Linked DNA regions of Sus scrofa: region 1 is linked to region 2. A link is a contact called in public Hi-C data. All regions are on one chromosome and are shown on one strand. The core of a region is the stretch at or near the end of the contact, and the rest is flanking DNA. Distances in the headings are between cores, read along the strand shown. Region 1 overlaps ANTXR1 (anthrax toxin receptor 1). Region 2 has its middle 62 kb from the start of GFPT1.

Region 1 (7,627 bases), core at 287-2,786, 200 kb before region 2:
GAGGCACCCCTACCCATCCCCTGTTGGGGAGGGGGGGGAATGGCAGTTAGCATTTGCCATAGTTCATGGCCATGATGCTGTGGAAGGCTTTAGCCATTTTATTTATTTATTTATTTATTTTTCATTAGGGCCCTGCCTGCAGCATATGGAGGTTTCCAGGTTAGGAGTCAAATCAAAGCTGCAGTTGCCACCCTACATCACAGCCACAGCAACTCGGGATCCAAGCTGCATCTGTGATCTACACCACAACTCACAGCAACACCAGATCCTTAACCCACTTGAGCAAGGCCAGGGATCGAACGTGTGTCCTCATAGATACTAGTCAGATTGGTTTCTGCTGAGCCACGCTGGGAATTCCAGCTTTAGCCATTTCAGTAGACTTGCCCCTCAATCCCAATTCCAAAGGTAAAGCCTTCCAAACCTAATTGTGCACAGCTGCAAGAGTTTGTGTCAGGAGGCACATACCTTGTACATGAATCCTAAATTATCTTCAACCTAGTGAAAACAAACCTTTAAAAAATATATTTATTCTTAGCAAATTACAGCTGTCTCAAGTGTACCACTTTCTTGACCTCAAGCTTACAAATTTTTAAAGGTTGATGCTTTGCTTAGAAGATAATTTGTAAGTTTTGTAAATGTCAACAGTCAAGAATTTTTGCTCTAGATTTATTGAGAGGAGAAAATATTTTGCAAGAGTCCTGAGCCCATTATCTTCATTTAGTTTTCCTGCAATACCTAAGTCTGTCCCTATTAACTTTGGAGAGAAATGAATGCCAAATACCACAGCATTAAGTGTAGTTATGGTTCTAATCATGTGAAAAACAATATGCATAGAAAAAATTCTGAAATAGTGATAAACATTAACAGTGTATATCACTAGAAGTTAGGATTATTAAGGATTTTCATCCTTTTTATATACTTCTCTGTATATCTCAGACTTCTCACACTAACCATGTATTACTTTTATAATTAATAAAAATAACAATAAATACGAGCAGAAAATAATTTACATCCTGAGACGTCAGACTAGCTGTACTAAAGACCAGTTCTAAAATGTGGTGAGTCCAGAACCACAGCCGTCCAAGTCTTGTATAGGACTGGGGAATGTATATGCCCAAAAAAGACAATCGAGAGACCAGCAGGGCTGACGACTGCCATCCCTATGCTCCCCTGGAAGTGCATTCATGGTCCCTCACCTTTTCCTTCCTCTTCCTCTGGGACCATGACGTAATCATGATCCTCTTGTACACAGTGTTCAAGATGATCTACTTTATTCTTTCCCAAGACTGCGCTCAGCTCTTTGTTTTGTACTGCTGTTTATAAGTCAAGTAGTCTTACTCTACAGCCTTCCCACCCATCTCGGCACAGAGCCTAGGCAGAAATCTAAGTCTCACCTCTGGAGTGTCCCCATGTCAGCTATAAAGCTCCGCCCACCAGAGTGGCTCAGCTGCTGTGCCACCCACCACAAAGAAAACCTGGACTCATCAAAGTCTGCATGAAGGAATTTGCCAAGAAACACTCTTCTTTACTCTAAACATGTCCTCAAGGAGTTGCTCTCTCTCCTTCCTCTGCCCGTAATCTTACCCCTGAACTTTTCTGGATGTTTTGCCAGAACCAGGGATGGGGCAGGGGGGAGGCACTGAACCTAATATCTATAGGACCCTCTACAATGGGCCAAAGAACAGTATGAAGCCAGGATTTCTCACCTTGGCACTGTCAACATTTGGGGCCAGATAATTTTCTATGGGGAGGGGAAGAAAGATGACTTGTGAACTGCAGGCTACTTAGCACCATCCCTGCTCTCTACCCACTAGAGGCCAATAGCATTTCTCTGGGTTGACATGAACCATCACAAACATTGTTTTTTATGCCCTGAGGGACAAAACCACCCCCATTTGAGGACCACTACATCACATACATGTCCATAAATCCTGTTTGGATAGGTGACTCTCTTCTTGTCACAGCTACACCTGACACAACCCAGTAAATAAGTCACAAGACCTCTTCAGTTTGCACATGCCTTCACATCTGTGTTTTACAGGTGCCTCAGGCAATGAGCCCAGCAGCATTCCCACTTTAGTAGTAACAGTTGACAGGTCTAGTGTTTATTAAGTGTTGAGCATTTAATCATATCATCTCATTAGATGAAATGAGTGTTACTCCATCTTATAGGTCAGAACTCTGGGTTATGGATAGATAGGGTTACATAGCCAGATGGTAGCAAGCTGTGATGAGCTTCCCAGGCTCTTAAGGTGCTCATTGTTCCTACTCCACCCTGCCCAAGAACAGGCAGGGAAACCAAAAGACATCACCTGATACCTGTAACACAGAGAAACTGGGGAAATAGTCATGTATAGACCCAAGGAACTTACCTGGAACCTGTTGACCAAACTCATCACCTGATCTCATAGTAACTCACCAATGAGTGCTTCCAAGGAAACCTTGCAAAAACTCCAGGCCAAGGAAAGGGTAGATATTTGTGGGTCATTTCTGAGGAAAAGGATAGTGGCCAGCTTGGTTCTGCCATATTGAAGGCACATTTCAGGCTTCAGTTGGGCATAAGAGAACATGACAGCAGCCCTGTATGTTCTAAGGATTATTCCCAACTTGGCCCCACACACTTGTGCTTCATGACCATCTTTTCGCCTTCTCTACTGACTCCCTGTTTTTTAAGTTCTGTTAAAGTATATTTGATTTACGATGTTGTGATCATTTCTGCTGTACAACAAAGTGATTCAGTTGTATATATACACACATCCATACTTTGTCAGATCCTTTTCTCATGTAGGTTATCACAGAATATTGGGTAAGAGTTCCCTGTGCTATACCACAGTTCCCCGATGTTCCTCATTGCTCTGAGCTCAGAACCATTGTTCAACCTTCTACTTAATTCTAAGTAGAAGCCACCCTTTGCACTTTCAAAATCTCAAAAGCTTTGCTTGGTCCCCTTATACAGAGTTTAACATTTTCCATCAAAAGAATCCATAGGCTTGTTATCTAACTCATCCATGAAAATCTTCCAGCCCAGCATCTGACAAATATTTGCACCTGCCTCATAAATGTTAGCTTCTTCCCACTCTACGCAACAGATCCCATTTCGCTTTGCAGTAACACCCCCATGTTTGTGAATTTTCACTGCAGGAGTCTCAATAGGGCAATCAGCCAGCTCCTTTCTGTCTGGGACCACAGAAAGCTCAAGCCAGATGCTTTGAATTTCATCAACTTGAAGTCCTGCTGAGTATCATTTTATTTCAGGTGTTTGCACAGTATTTTAAACACCTCACTTTTTAAAAAGCTGGTTACTTTTCAAGTCAGCAAAAAGGTAGAAACATTCGGTCTAACTCTAGCCTGTCTGTTCTCCCTTCCTTCGGAGACACATTCCCCAACTAGCTGATAATTCAGTGCTGAAAAGTTATACTTGGCTCAAGGATGCCACAAAAATTCTCCCAAGACCCAGGGGACAAGAGGAGAAAGAGCAGGGTGAGCTCATGCAGTCCCTAACCTCCACTATTTTGTCACAGTAGGAATGTAAACTCTACTTTGGAGCTTACATCAGCTTTTGGAGGGTTTCCGTAAGCTCCCCTAGATAAGACGAAGGGTTATTTTTCTTGTCCTTTTGGCCAGAAATAAATATTTATATCAAGCACGGATTGCCAAGACTTGGAAAGTATTTCAGTTATTTAATCAGCCCTATAAAAGGATTCACTGTGATGGGTGTTTGAATTAGCTAATAAATTTTAATCCTGGTTTTATCCCTAATCCATTAGGCCATCACCAACTCAGGGAAGAATTCTAGAAACTTCTTCACCCGTCTGAAAAGAATTACAGTTGATTCAAGATCAAAACCTGGGAATCTACACATTTGAATGTATGGTTCTGGAACATGGGTTCGTTACAGTAGGTCAGAATCTCTCAGAAGGCACCCGAACCTTAACAGAGCTTCCCAGCCCTGGCTGCCTCTCATGGAAGACAAGCTGCCAACTGTTATCCAGCCTCACCCAGGAAGGGTCTTAACCATTTGCCTGCAAGTGGCCAGTACACCTCAGCACATGGTGTACTTCAGGCTACATCATAAAACTAGTGTGAGAAGGTGATAATATAAAGTAGCTACCTAACTTAACATCTGTTGAACAAACTAGCTGGGTTGACCATGAGCAAGCCATTGCAGCAAAACTGGGTTTGAATTCCAGCTCTGACTTTAATTAGTGGCACAATGCTAATTCAATTAACCAACTTCTCTGGGCCTCAGTTTCCCAAGTTGTGAATAAATAATAAGTCAAATGAGACCATGAGTATACAGTTTTACACAAAATCAGTATAGCTATATAGAGATACATGCACAGATGCAGATGGAAGTGTGTATGTGTAGCTATATAAGCATGTGTATATGTACATATGTACACACACATGTTCACTAAACCTTTCCATTTTCCTAGGAATTCCAAATGCCTAAAAAGATGTTTGATAGAAAATATAATTAAACAGACATTTTGAAATTTTTAACTTTCAGTTCCTCTGATTTTAAACCACACATTGGAATTGTCTTGTGGTGCAGCAGGTTAAGGATCTGGCCTTGTCACTGCAATGGTTTGGGTTGCTGCTGTGGCACAGTTCAATCCCTGGCCCAGGAACTTCTGCATGCAGCAGGTGCAGCCAAAAGAAAAAAGAAAAAAATAAGAACAACAACAAAAACCCACACACATTCAGTCTATGTAAAGTCCTGGGTACCCATGTAATAATATGGAGTATTATTTACTAAATGTTTATTAATTGGAGAGTAAGGTATTTTCATGCACTCTTACTCCTCACACATTCCTGTGAAATGATGTCATCATCACTGTTCACAGATAAGGAACTTGTCCCCAGTCACACACTAGTAAGAAGACCTGGGATTTGAACCTGGATCTGTTTGACTGTGAAGGCTACTGGGCCCTGTGCCCTCTCTACTCATCCTGGGGGATGCCCAGCTGCCAGGCTTGGGGTGTTGGGAGGTTCGGTGTAAGGACACTCAATGATCCCCAGATCCTGATTTAAATCAAACTTCTGTTGGGTTATCAGTCTCTTGTAAGACAGATGCTTTGGATTCACCTGTGTCATGGGGAGGCACCGAATTCGGAAATATATTTGGGGAAGGGCAAGGAAATTTATATTTATAGATCATCTAAAAATTCTCCTCAAGTGCCTTTCAAACCCCGCCCCTCCTAATTTCCCCCCAGCTCCTGGCGCCTGTTTCCCCTGCCCACCCAGCACTAATAAGCAATGAAATGTTCACGGGTGGACAGAGGACCAGAGCCCTCCTGCATCCTCTGAGCAGATGATGGCCCCACAAACATGGCAACACTGCTGGCTTTGGCAGAGGTGTCGGCCAGGCTGGCATGACCCGGAGCCAAACGTGGCCCAGCCGGGGAGGAAGGCTCTGGGCCCTGCTTCCCAAGTGGACGTTCCAGGAAGGAGTCAGATGATCGGAGTTATGGAAACCAAATGGCCCTCCTTTGTTTAGAAAGAAAGAGAGCAAAAAAAGTCACTCATTTTTGTGGTAAAGTGAAACCAGGCTCCAAACCAAACAATCCCTCTCGGAGCAGAAGATGCCAGCTCCCCAGAGCAGGCCCACAGCCTGGGAGGCTGATGAAGGGATGGGAGGCGGCATGGAGCCTGTGCTACAGCCACGTCTCCTCGGTCCTCTGCGCGAGGAGGGTCTCCTCGGCTTTGCTCCAGAAATACTCGGTTTCCCCGGCTGGAAAGCAAAATGGGCTGGAGGGAAGCGAGAGACATCCACTTGCCCCAGGCTGACCAAGCCAACCTCTCTTTCTCCTTTCCCGCTGGGGTCGGGAGAGGTGCCACTCAGAGAACGCCTGGAAGGGAGTCCGGGTGCGTGGCCACGGAGCGCCCCCCTACGCTCTGCCCGCAGAATGCAGCCCGAGTCACGAGGCCCGCTGTGGCTGGGCTGTGGCTGGGCTGTGGCCGGCCCGTGGCTCTGTGGGCTGGCTCCGTGTGCAGGGATCTGTGCTCCCAGGTATTAATAGTGCATGTGCAGCAGGGTAAGCCGGGGCCAAGAGAAAATAAATATAGGTTGTCGTCAGCTACGCCTGTCCCGAGTTCGGTTTCTTCTCTAATAGGAGCCTTTCCTGGAATGGAGAAGCTCTTGGCGAGGATACTGGAGAATTTGCTTCTCGTCCGGGTTTTGCCTCTGACTGGCTGTGCAACCACGGGTTCCTGTGGCCTCTCTGAGCTTCCATTTTGTATCTGGAAAAGGAGCTCGATGAGCCCTGCCTTACCTTGATTCAAGGTCGTTGTGAGAGGAGAGGGAGCCTGACTCTTAGCAAGACCACCCACGTGCCTATCCAAGCTCCACTATAGGATGCTGGGGAAGTGGCTCCCCCTGTCTATGTCTGTTTCACCTTTAAGATGAAAAGAATACCATCCCTCCCTGGTAACATTGCTAGAAGGTTAAGTTAGATTATGGGATGTGTGCAGAACACTTAGCATCAACACACAGCACGCCCCTCTAGTTTCAATGTCATTAACCCATCATAGAGGGGAAAACCTTTTAAAGATAATGCCCAGTTCAGGCACTGTGTGATCCACCACTATCCTCATAAGCTTCATAATTGAACTCAACACACCCTCACTATTCCAGCAACATTCCATAATCCGCCAATTCTCGTTCTAAATATAAGAGGGAATCTCTACGAGCTTCCTGTTACGCTTAGGGAAAATCCCGCAAACCCTAGCATGACCTACAAGGCCTTGGTCATCTGGTCCTGCTGCCTCTTCTTGCCTCATTTTGAGACACTGTCTCACTGTAATTCAGCAGCCTTGCCAGCCTTCCGCTAGCTCTCAAACACCTGGGCTTCTTCCTGCCCGGGCATCTGTGTGGTGCTATCTCTTTCCTACTCCATCTCCTCTCCATCAGGCCTCAGGTCTCAGCTCACAGAGTCTTTCCTCAGGGTCATGTTTCCTGACCTTCCAAATGAGAGTCAGCTCTCTGCCTCTCCTTCTTTGTGCTCACCCCAATATAATTAAATAGTAATTTGTGTAATTAATAGCATTTTTTCTGCTTTGTTGTGTTTTCCTCATGAATTTGCTTCCTCCAGAACTCCTATTCACCCATCAAAACCCAATGTGAGTGTTATTTCCTGTGTGAAGCCTCCCTCATTTTCTCTGTTCACCTCACTCAAACAGCATTACTCATTCTTATTAGAATTCTAAATGAATTTTGGTTGTGTTAAGTGGCATTTGACTGCAGGGCCTAGGAGGGTCTGCATTTTGTTCTGCTAATTATCCCTTCTCCTTACGCTACACACCCAAGGAATAACAAGGAGCAAATGCCACTGATTATTAGCTAAGTCAGTGTCTGATGTCCCCAGGGCATAAGTCTTGCTCACATTCCTAAATCCAATAAATAACTAAAACAGTGACCATGAAAAAAAGAAAAAGTGAAATGTTTCATCTGTTGTGTTCACTGCAAGGCCTAGCACAATGTTTAACATGTAATAGACATTCAAGGGAATATATTTTTTAAATAACACTGAACATACTTAAGTAAGCAATAAGGATAGGAGTTCCCATTGTGGCACAGTGGTTAACGAATCCAACTAGGAACCATGAGGTTGCGGGTTCGATCCCT
Region 2 (7,789 bases), core at 1,723-4,222:
GATACCCAGGGTGCATAACGGGGTTAGTCTGGATCACTGGAGGCCTGGTGCTGCACATTCGGACATCAGGCACTTTGGTACCCTTGGGACAGAACCAGTTTATTCATTAGGGAAATGCTGGGAGGGGCATCAGTTCAGAAGTCTGGTGCTCCTCGATGGCTTCAGAGACCCCAGAGGGCCGTGATGAGTCAACAACTGGAGACCCTCATAGGCTGCTCTAAGCTTCTGGACAGGTCCACAGATGTGTCCAGATGTTCGGGGAGGGGGAAAAATGCAAACAGCTCTACCCAAACTTTCAGAGATTTCTAATCCCTTTATGTTCCTGGGAAAAGGATGACTGAAAGCACTCTCTTTGTTCCTTATTTCATACTGTAAGTTTCTAGAAGGACTCAATCTTCCTAGAGACTAGAGGGAGCAATGTCAGATCTGCCAGAATCTGGGACCCTCTGGAGACAGGGGCAGGTAAGCTGGATCCAGTGATTCCTGAGGCCTGATCTACTCCCCTGCCTTTCCAATTAACATGATCCAGTAAAGTCCCTTTTGTGCTTCAATTCAAGAGAGTAGGATTTTCCATTACTAGTCACCAAATGGGTCCTTGTACAATACTGGAGCTTGTTAAGGCTTCACAGATGCCTGGTTGTGGGCTCACCCCTCAGGCAATGGCAACAGGACACATGGTTGACTGGGAAGGCTGCAAGTGGTCTGAAGAGGCAGAGAAGTTAGGGAAGTGGAGTCACGTTTTGTCACGCTCGTGACCTAAATTGCAATGGCAGTCTATACCTCTGGATGCTCCGTATAGGCTGGTCCCATAAAGTTTAGATCCATGAAAAGCCTGTGTCACACTGTCATACTGCAGGTTGATTTCTCTTCCACTAGCCACCGCTCACCCTTGCCCTTCGAGATAGCAGTCCTTAACACTTAGTTTTGAAGTGCATTGGGTGCCTGAAAACAGCCTCGCAAAATAATAAAATTCTACTCGAGTCCAAATGGCTCAAACTAACAACACACAAAGCGAAGAGGCCCCTGTAGAGTGAGGATTATTAAATATGAAGTATGTTTGTCAGGAAAAACCTTTGTTTGTATAAACAGTAGACGCACCACCATGGTAACCCTGCTTGGTTTGCAGCCCATAGAGGCCTCCCGGCCAAATTCCCACCTCCTTTTTCACTGCTAGCCTACATTTTTTGAAAAACATCTCCAGCCAAAATTCCATGATCTGCCTGCTTGGTTTCCAGGCTCAGAAAATATCATTTAAAAAGTGGTGGGGAACTGGATGAAACCATGGCCAAAGTTTCTAAATGAAGGCTCATTTCACACACACACACACACACACACACACATAGATGCATTTTGTTTGCCAACTACAGTATGCTTTTCCTTTTTTATGAAACCCAAGTTTCCTTGGGCCCCACAAGCCTGCAGGGCCGTAAAATAGCATTAACATGTGGCCCACTGTGACCATCTTCACGCTGGGCTTTTCTCCCACCTGCTCACAGAGCATCCTAGGGGTACACTGAGATGCACCCCTGAACAGAGCTATCGAGAGAAGAGGCACAGCGCAGCCTAGCCTGCGGTGGTGTCCCTGTCACCTCTGCATTCTCCCCAGAAGTCAAGGCACTTGGTGGGATGTAGTGAAGCTGTGGAGGAGTCCTCACTTCCCTCGGTGTTCTGCTCAAGGAATAAGCACCAAACCAAGCTGTTGGGCCCATTAACTGGCTTGTTGACAAGTTTAGCATTAGAGGCCCTTGCCATCCGAATGGGTTGGCATCCAATCAGGGTTCTTGGCTTTCCTTAGAAATTGCTAAGAGGCCAGACAAGAAACACAGGCAAGGCTTTATTCAGGGCCCTGCTGCAACGAGGTGGTGGGGGACAGAGGGAAAACAAGTGACGTCCCTTGCTCATCCCTGGAGGCAGGGGCAAGCTGGTTCCTTACATGGGGTACAGGTGGGCCCAGGGGTCAGGCTAGAGGGGTAGCTTAGGTGGTTTGCCCACCTCTTTGACCAGGGTGTGTGGGGGGGACACGCATAGTCCCCTGCTTTTTCTCCCAGCTCTTCAGAAGTGGCAGTTGGGACTGATACAGGTTATTGGAAAAGGCCAATGGGAGAAAACCACCTCTTTCTGGAGCCCACATTGGTACCCACCCACCCTCCTATTTTTAAGGGCTAAAAATCCCTATAAGACAATAGAGAGGGAGTTCCCGTCGTGGCTCAGTGGTTAACAAATCCAACTAGGAACCATGAGGTTGCGGGTTGGATCCCTGGCCTTGCTCAGTGAGTTAAGGATCTGGCGTTTCTGTGAGCTGTGGTGTAGGCCGGTGGCTACAGCTCTGATTCAACCCCTAGCCTGGGAACCTCCATATGCCGCGGGAGCCGCCCAAGAAATGGCAAAAAGACAAAAAAAAAAAAAAAAAAAAAAAAAAAAAAGACAATAAAGAGAGGGGCTCTCCTCCCCGCTCCCAGCTGTCCTGGGAGCTATTTGTTTTTCTGTAGTAAAGACTTTGTTTGCTTGCTTGCTTGCTATTAAAAAAAAAAGTGGCAATTGGGTTTTTTAGGTATTTTTGTGTCTTGTTGTCCATAATTTGCCCCAACTGTGCATGCAGTTATTTTTAGTCCCATATAGTTTCTTTGTATTTTGTTGCTTGAAGAGATGTTTGTCTAGGTGCAAACACTGCAGCAAAGGGTCCCAGGTCCCAGCCTGTCTCATGAAGACCTCAGCCATATATCCAAGGGCCAGTCCAAGTGGTGGCTCCTGGCTTGTCTCAGGATACCCTGCCCTCCAGCTGCTGAGGTCAGAGGCATCCAGTCTAACCCACAGGAGGCTGCTCAGTTCACCTGAATAGGCCTCTGGGGGGCCCCACCCACCCACTTAGACAAGTATGAACACGTTTGACCCACTTACACCCAAGCGGGGATCTCCAATCCCCCCAACAAGAGGGACAGAAGAGAAGGCAGCAGTGACAGCCACCCTTTTCCATCTGCCCGCCTGAGGTCGACAGTCTGGGCCCAAGTACCAGGGAAAGGATTGCTCTACTCCAGGAGAAAAGTAAATTGACATCAGATTATTTTCCAACAGCTTTTTCCCACTTTTTAACATCTGCCACATTGCATTCCACATTCCAGTTTTCGAAAGGACAGGGGTATTAATAACATAAAAGAAAAGTGAAATTAACTGGAATCAAGAACTTTATTATTTTCAAGTGTATAAAGCATGAGATTTATTGCCGAGCAGCGAGAATGGCTTTTACCTGAAATGTCCCCCTTGAAACCAGGAAACCAGACCCACAGAGACATAGTGACGTTGCAACACATAGAGTTTAAGTTGTTTATTAAGTCTGGTCAAATGTGGGATTTCTCTTTCTTTCTTTTTTAAATCTGGTTTGCTATAGTTTCACTTACCTTTTAAAGTTCTTCATAGAGAATATGTGATACTTTCTCTTACCTCCTTCCCATTCACATTTCTTAAGTTTCACCCTCCATATGTTACATGTATTACATACGTTACTTATATTACAGGCTTAAAAGTACTTTTATAGACATTTTCTCAGGTAATAAGTGTTTAAGAGCTTCAAGGCCCCAGTTCACTATCTTTTTCGATCTCAAATCGGCCTTCAATTCACACATTTCCATCTCAGCCAGGGTATGTGGGAGCCAGAAAAAGACTTTAGAGAAAGGCGAATTGGCTCATCCTAGTGTGTTTCAATCCAAGCATCACACCAAGAAAAGGATGTCTCTGCTTAGCTCGGCTCCAACTGGTGGCGAGAATAGAGGAGCTAAATAATTTTTTGTATAAACCAGGCCTTTTACATTATTACTTCCTTCCCAATATTGTAAGTATTTGAACAACTCTATGAATGTTTGATACCAGTTCCAATGGGGGAGGGGGGAGGGCAGTCCCCTCCCCACCTAGCAATCAACTCAATTCTGACACTGCCTATCCAGAAAGGGCATCAGAGGCCACAGGCTAAGGCCTCATTCCCACAAGACTGTCCTCCACTTCAGATGCCAATCACAAATCCAGGTTATCAACCTGTGCTTCTGACAGACTGGCTATAAATCAGAGATTCCCATCATCCGCACCCCTAACTTGGGTTCAATTAAATTGCTAGAGCATCTCACAGAGCTCAGGAAACCTGTTTACTCACTAAATTACTGGCTTATTCCAAAAGACATTAAAGAATATGAATCAACAGCCAGAGAGAAGAGATGCACGGGGTGAGGCACAGAGTCTTCATGCTTTCCCAGCCCTTCCTTCCATGTGTTCATCAACCCAGAAGCTCTCCAAACACTGTCCTTTTCGATGTATATGGAGGCTTCATCACACAGGCATAGTTGATTTGACTCAATGGTCACTGCTGATTGATTCAACTTCCAGCCCCCTCACCCCTTCCTAGAAATCAGAGGATGGGACTGAAAGTTCTAAACTTCTAATCATGTGGTTGGTTCCCTTGGCAACTAACCCCATCCCTAGTGACCCAGGAGCTTTCCAAAAGTTACTTAACATCAAAAGCATCTTTATGATGCTCATCACTCAAGCAATTCCAAGGGGGTTAGGAGTTCTGTGCCAGAAACTAAAGAACAAATATATATTTCTTATTATACATCACAATACCACAATATGCAAGGTCCTTTTTCTCTTATTAATTCATTCAGATTCAGATCTGCAGGGGTACACCGTGCTCCCTCTCATACCGTGGTCCAAAGGGTAGACATGAGTAGGTCAGCCCATGAATATAGAGAGATAAATGGTGACTGAACACTGCAATGAATGTTTTCCTCCAGGGAGACAGAGAACCATGGCTCATACACACTCTTGCCTGAGGCTATACCTGGACACAATGACGCTATGAGATCTAAAGATGATGTTTCTCAACATGTGGATCTTGGCTACTCGTATCCAGATTATCTTTGGTGATTGTTAGAAATGCAGGTTCCTGGGCTGCAACTCCACCCCCTGAATCCTAGTCTCTGCTGTTGACCTGAGCATCTGCACTTTTTAATTGAGACTGCTCAAGCACATTAAAATTTAAGAGCTACTTCCTCAAGGCCTAAAAAGAGGCATAATAGTCTCTCTTGGTAAAACTGGACTGGGAAACAGGGATGACCAGATCCCAAACAGGTCCTTTAGGAGTTAAAGTTGTGCACATTTAAGCCCCAAATTCTACTTGATGGCAAAGATTTCAAACCATGAACACAGAAAGCAATTCTGAACTGGTAGTCTTAGGCACCTCACAGAATTAAATGCAAAACCTCTCTGAAGGAATACACCTTCATCCTAGGCTTCAAAGTAATTCTCTGAGGAACTCACAGTTGAAGTGAACAAACCACACAAAGAAACAAGCCATCAGGAATGAATGCCAGCAGAAACAACAGACTGTCCAGATACCTGAAATATCAGGCATAGACTTAAAAATAACTCTGTATATTGTGTTTAAAGAAGTAAAAGACAAAGACGAAAAAAGCTTCAAGGAAGAGAAAATGGTGACCAAGGTTGAAAAATAACCAAAAAGAACTTCTAAGGCAACACAAAATGTGTGTATGTACAAAATCACCGAAATTTAAAAGTCAGTGGATTGACTGTCATCAGGCACAAAAAGAAATTTCTAGGGAAATAAAAACATTCTACAACTGGAATGAGGTGACTGTTGCACAACACTATAAATTCACAAAAACATATGGAATTCCACACTGAAAATGGATAAAATTTACGGTTTATAAAGTATTCCTTAATAGAGCTGGTTTTTTAAAAAATCCTCAAAGAATTACTTTCAAAACAAACTAGAGACAGCTAAGAGTAAACTAGACCAGAAGACAGATGAGAAGAAATTATTTGGAATGATTCACAGAGAGACAAAAGATGAAAAATATGCCTGGCAGGTTAAAAGGCATGGAGGATAGGGTGAGATGGTCTAACTTATGTCCAGTCAAGGTACCAGAAGGAAATGAGAGGCTAAATGGAGAAGGAACAACATTCAAAGAGTTACTAGATGAAATTTTTCCAATTCAAAATCCATGAAGTCAAGCTCAGTGAATCTCAACCAGGATAAGCAAAAAGAAATCCACACTTAGAAACAACAGAACAAAGCTGCAGACCACCGAAACTGAGGAGGGGATCCTAAAAAGCACCTTAGAGAAACAGTAGATTCTTTTTAAGAACAATAGCTGATCTCCTCAGCCACAATGGAAGCAAGGAGATTATGTGTTAAAAGAAAATAACTGCCAACCTAGAATTCTATGCCCAGCAAAATAAAGATGGATTCACACAAGCAAAATCAGAAAGCATCCGCCTCCAGCAGTGCATCACCAAAGGAAATCCAAAGGAAGCAATCCCAGACACAGCCATGATAAGCAAGAACGAATAAAGAACATAGATAAATCTAAAGGAACAATGACATGACAATATAAAAGAATAATAATTTTTGTCATTAAATAACATAATTGAAATATATGTAATAATAACGTTAGTAAGGAGTGGAGAAACAAAATTAAAATTTCCAAAGATCCTTCCATAGTCTGGGAGAATAAAGTAGATTAATTTCAGACTTTGATATGCTATAGATGAACACTGTGACTTCTACAGTAACCCCTAAAAGAACAGAAACAGAGTATAACATCCAAACAGAAGTGAAAAAAATAAGATGGATGAAAAAAGAATTTAACCCAGAGAAGGGTCAAAAAAAGGAGAGAAAAAGAAACACAGGACTAGGAGGCGAAAGAGAAGGTACAAAACAATGCTAGGTATTAACCTATATGAAAGTAAATTCATTTTTAAATGTAAATTGCTCAACTTAAAAGTCAAATGGAGTTCCCTTATGGTGCAGCAGGTTAAGGAACTAGGGTTGTTACTATAGCAGCTCAGGCCATTGCTGTGATGCAGGTCTGACCACTGCCCCAGGAGCTTCCACATGCTCCAGACAAGGCCAAAAAATAAAAATAAAAATAAAGACAAATATTTTCAAATTGGATTTTTTTAAGTCTAATTTTTTGCTGTTTACAATAGTTTATATCTAAAACATAAGGATCAGGAGTTCCCATTGTGGCACAGTGGGTTAAGAAACTGACAAGTATCCATGACGATGTGGGTTCAATGCCTGGCCTTGCTCAGTAGGTTAAAGATCTGGCACTACTGTGAGCTGTGGTGTAGGTCATGGAGGTGGCTTGGTCTGGCATTGCTGTGGCTGTGGTATAGGCTGGCAGCTGCAGCACCAATTGGACCCCTAGCCTGGGAACTTCTATATGGCACCAGTGTGACTCTAAAAAACAAACAAAACCTAAGTATCAAAAAAGTTTTAGGGAGTTCCCGTCGTGGCGCAGTGGTTAATGAATCTGACTAGGAACCATAAAGCTGCGGGTTCGAACCCTGGCCTCGCTTAGCAGGTTAAGGATCCAGTGTTGCCATGAGCTGTGGTGTAGGCCACAGACATGGCTTGGATCCCATGTGGCTGTGGCATAGGCCAGTGGCTACAGCTTCGATTAGACTCCTAGCCTAGGAACCTCCATATGCCACGGGTGTGGCCCTAGAAAAGGCCAAAAAAAAAAAAAAAAAAAAGACTATCTACCTACCTACCTACCTACCGACCTATCTGTCTGTCTATATTCTCCAGTGGCAACTGCAAATTCACTAATGGACACTAGTCAGCAAATGCAGGATTTGCCAAAATCTTCCAAGCATCTTTCTGACAACTGCCCCAGTGCTCCGGACTGCTGAGATCACCAACAGTAGCTCCCTGCAATTCCTACACTGGCAGATTTCACAGTGGCCTCCCTTATCTGCATGTTCCAGACCTGATGGC

Evidence for each region. A called contact is a pair of places that touch in the nucleus more often than the background predicts.
Region 1: a Hi-C map of omental adipose tissue shows a contact between it and region 2, with 2.4 times the contacts expected there. The contact joins two enhancer-like sites. A contact is called at or near these places in 3 of 47 Hi-C or Micro-C datasets (embryonic fibroblasts, mesenteric adipose tissue and omental adipose tissue).

What each region holds. Positions count from the first base shown.
Region 1 is chr3:73,287,995-73,295,621 of Sscrofa11.1, reverse strand. All of the region lies in intron 10 of ANTXR1 (anthrax toxin receptor 1), which reads left to right. Among named protein-coding and RNA genes, the nearest start is that of ANTXR1, 110 kb to the left of the region's middle. Within about 2 kb of position 1,536, at least 3 of the 83 cell types and tissues checked have an H3K27ac peak or open chromatin away from gene starts, as enhancers often do. A contact at or near this core is called in omental adipose tissue, where this site is marked.
Region 2 is chr3:73,087,419-73,095,207 of Sscrofa11.1, reverse strand. No RefSeq gene overlaps it. Among named protein-coding and RNA genes, the nearest start is that of GFPT1, 62 kb to the right of the region's middle. Within about 2 kb of position 2,972, at least 2 of the 83 cell types and tissues checked have an H3K27ac peak or open chromatin away from gene starts, as enhancers often do. A contact at or near this core is called in omental adipose tissue, where this site is marked.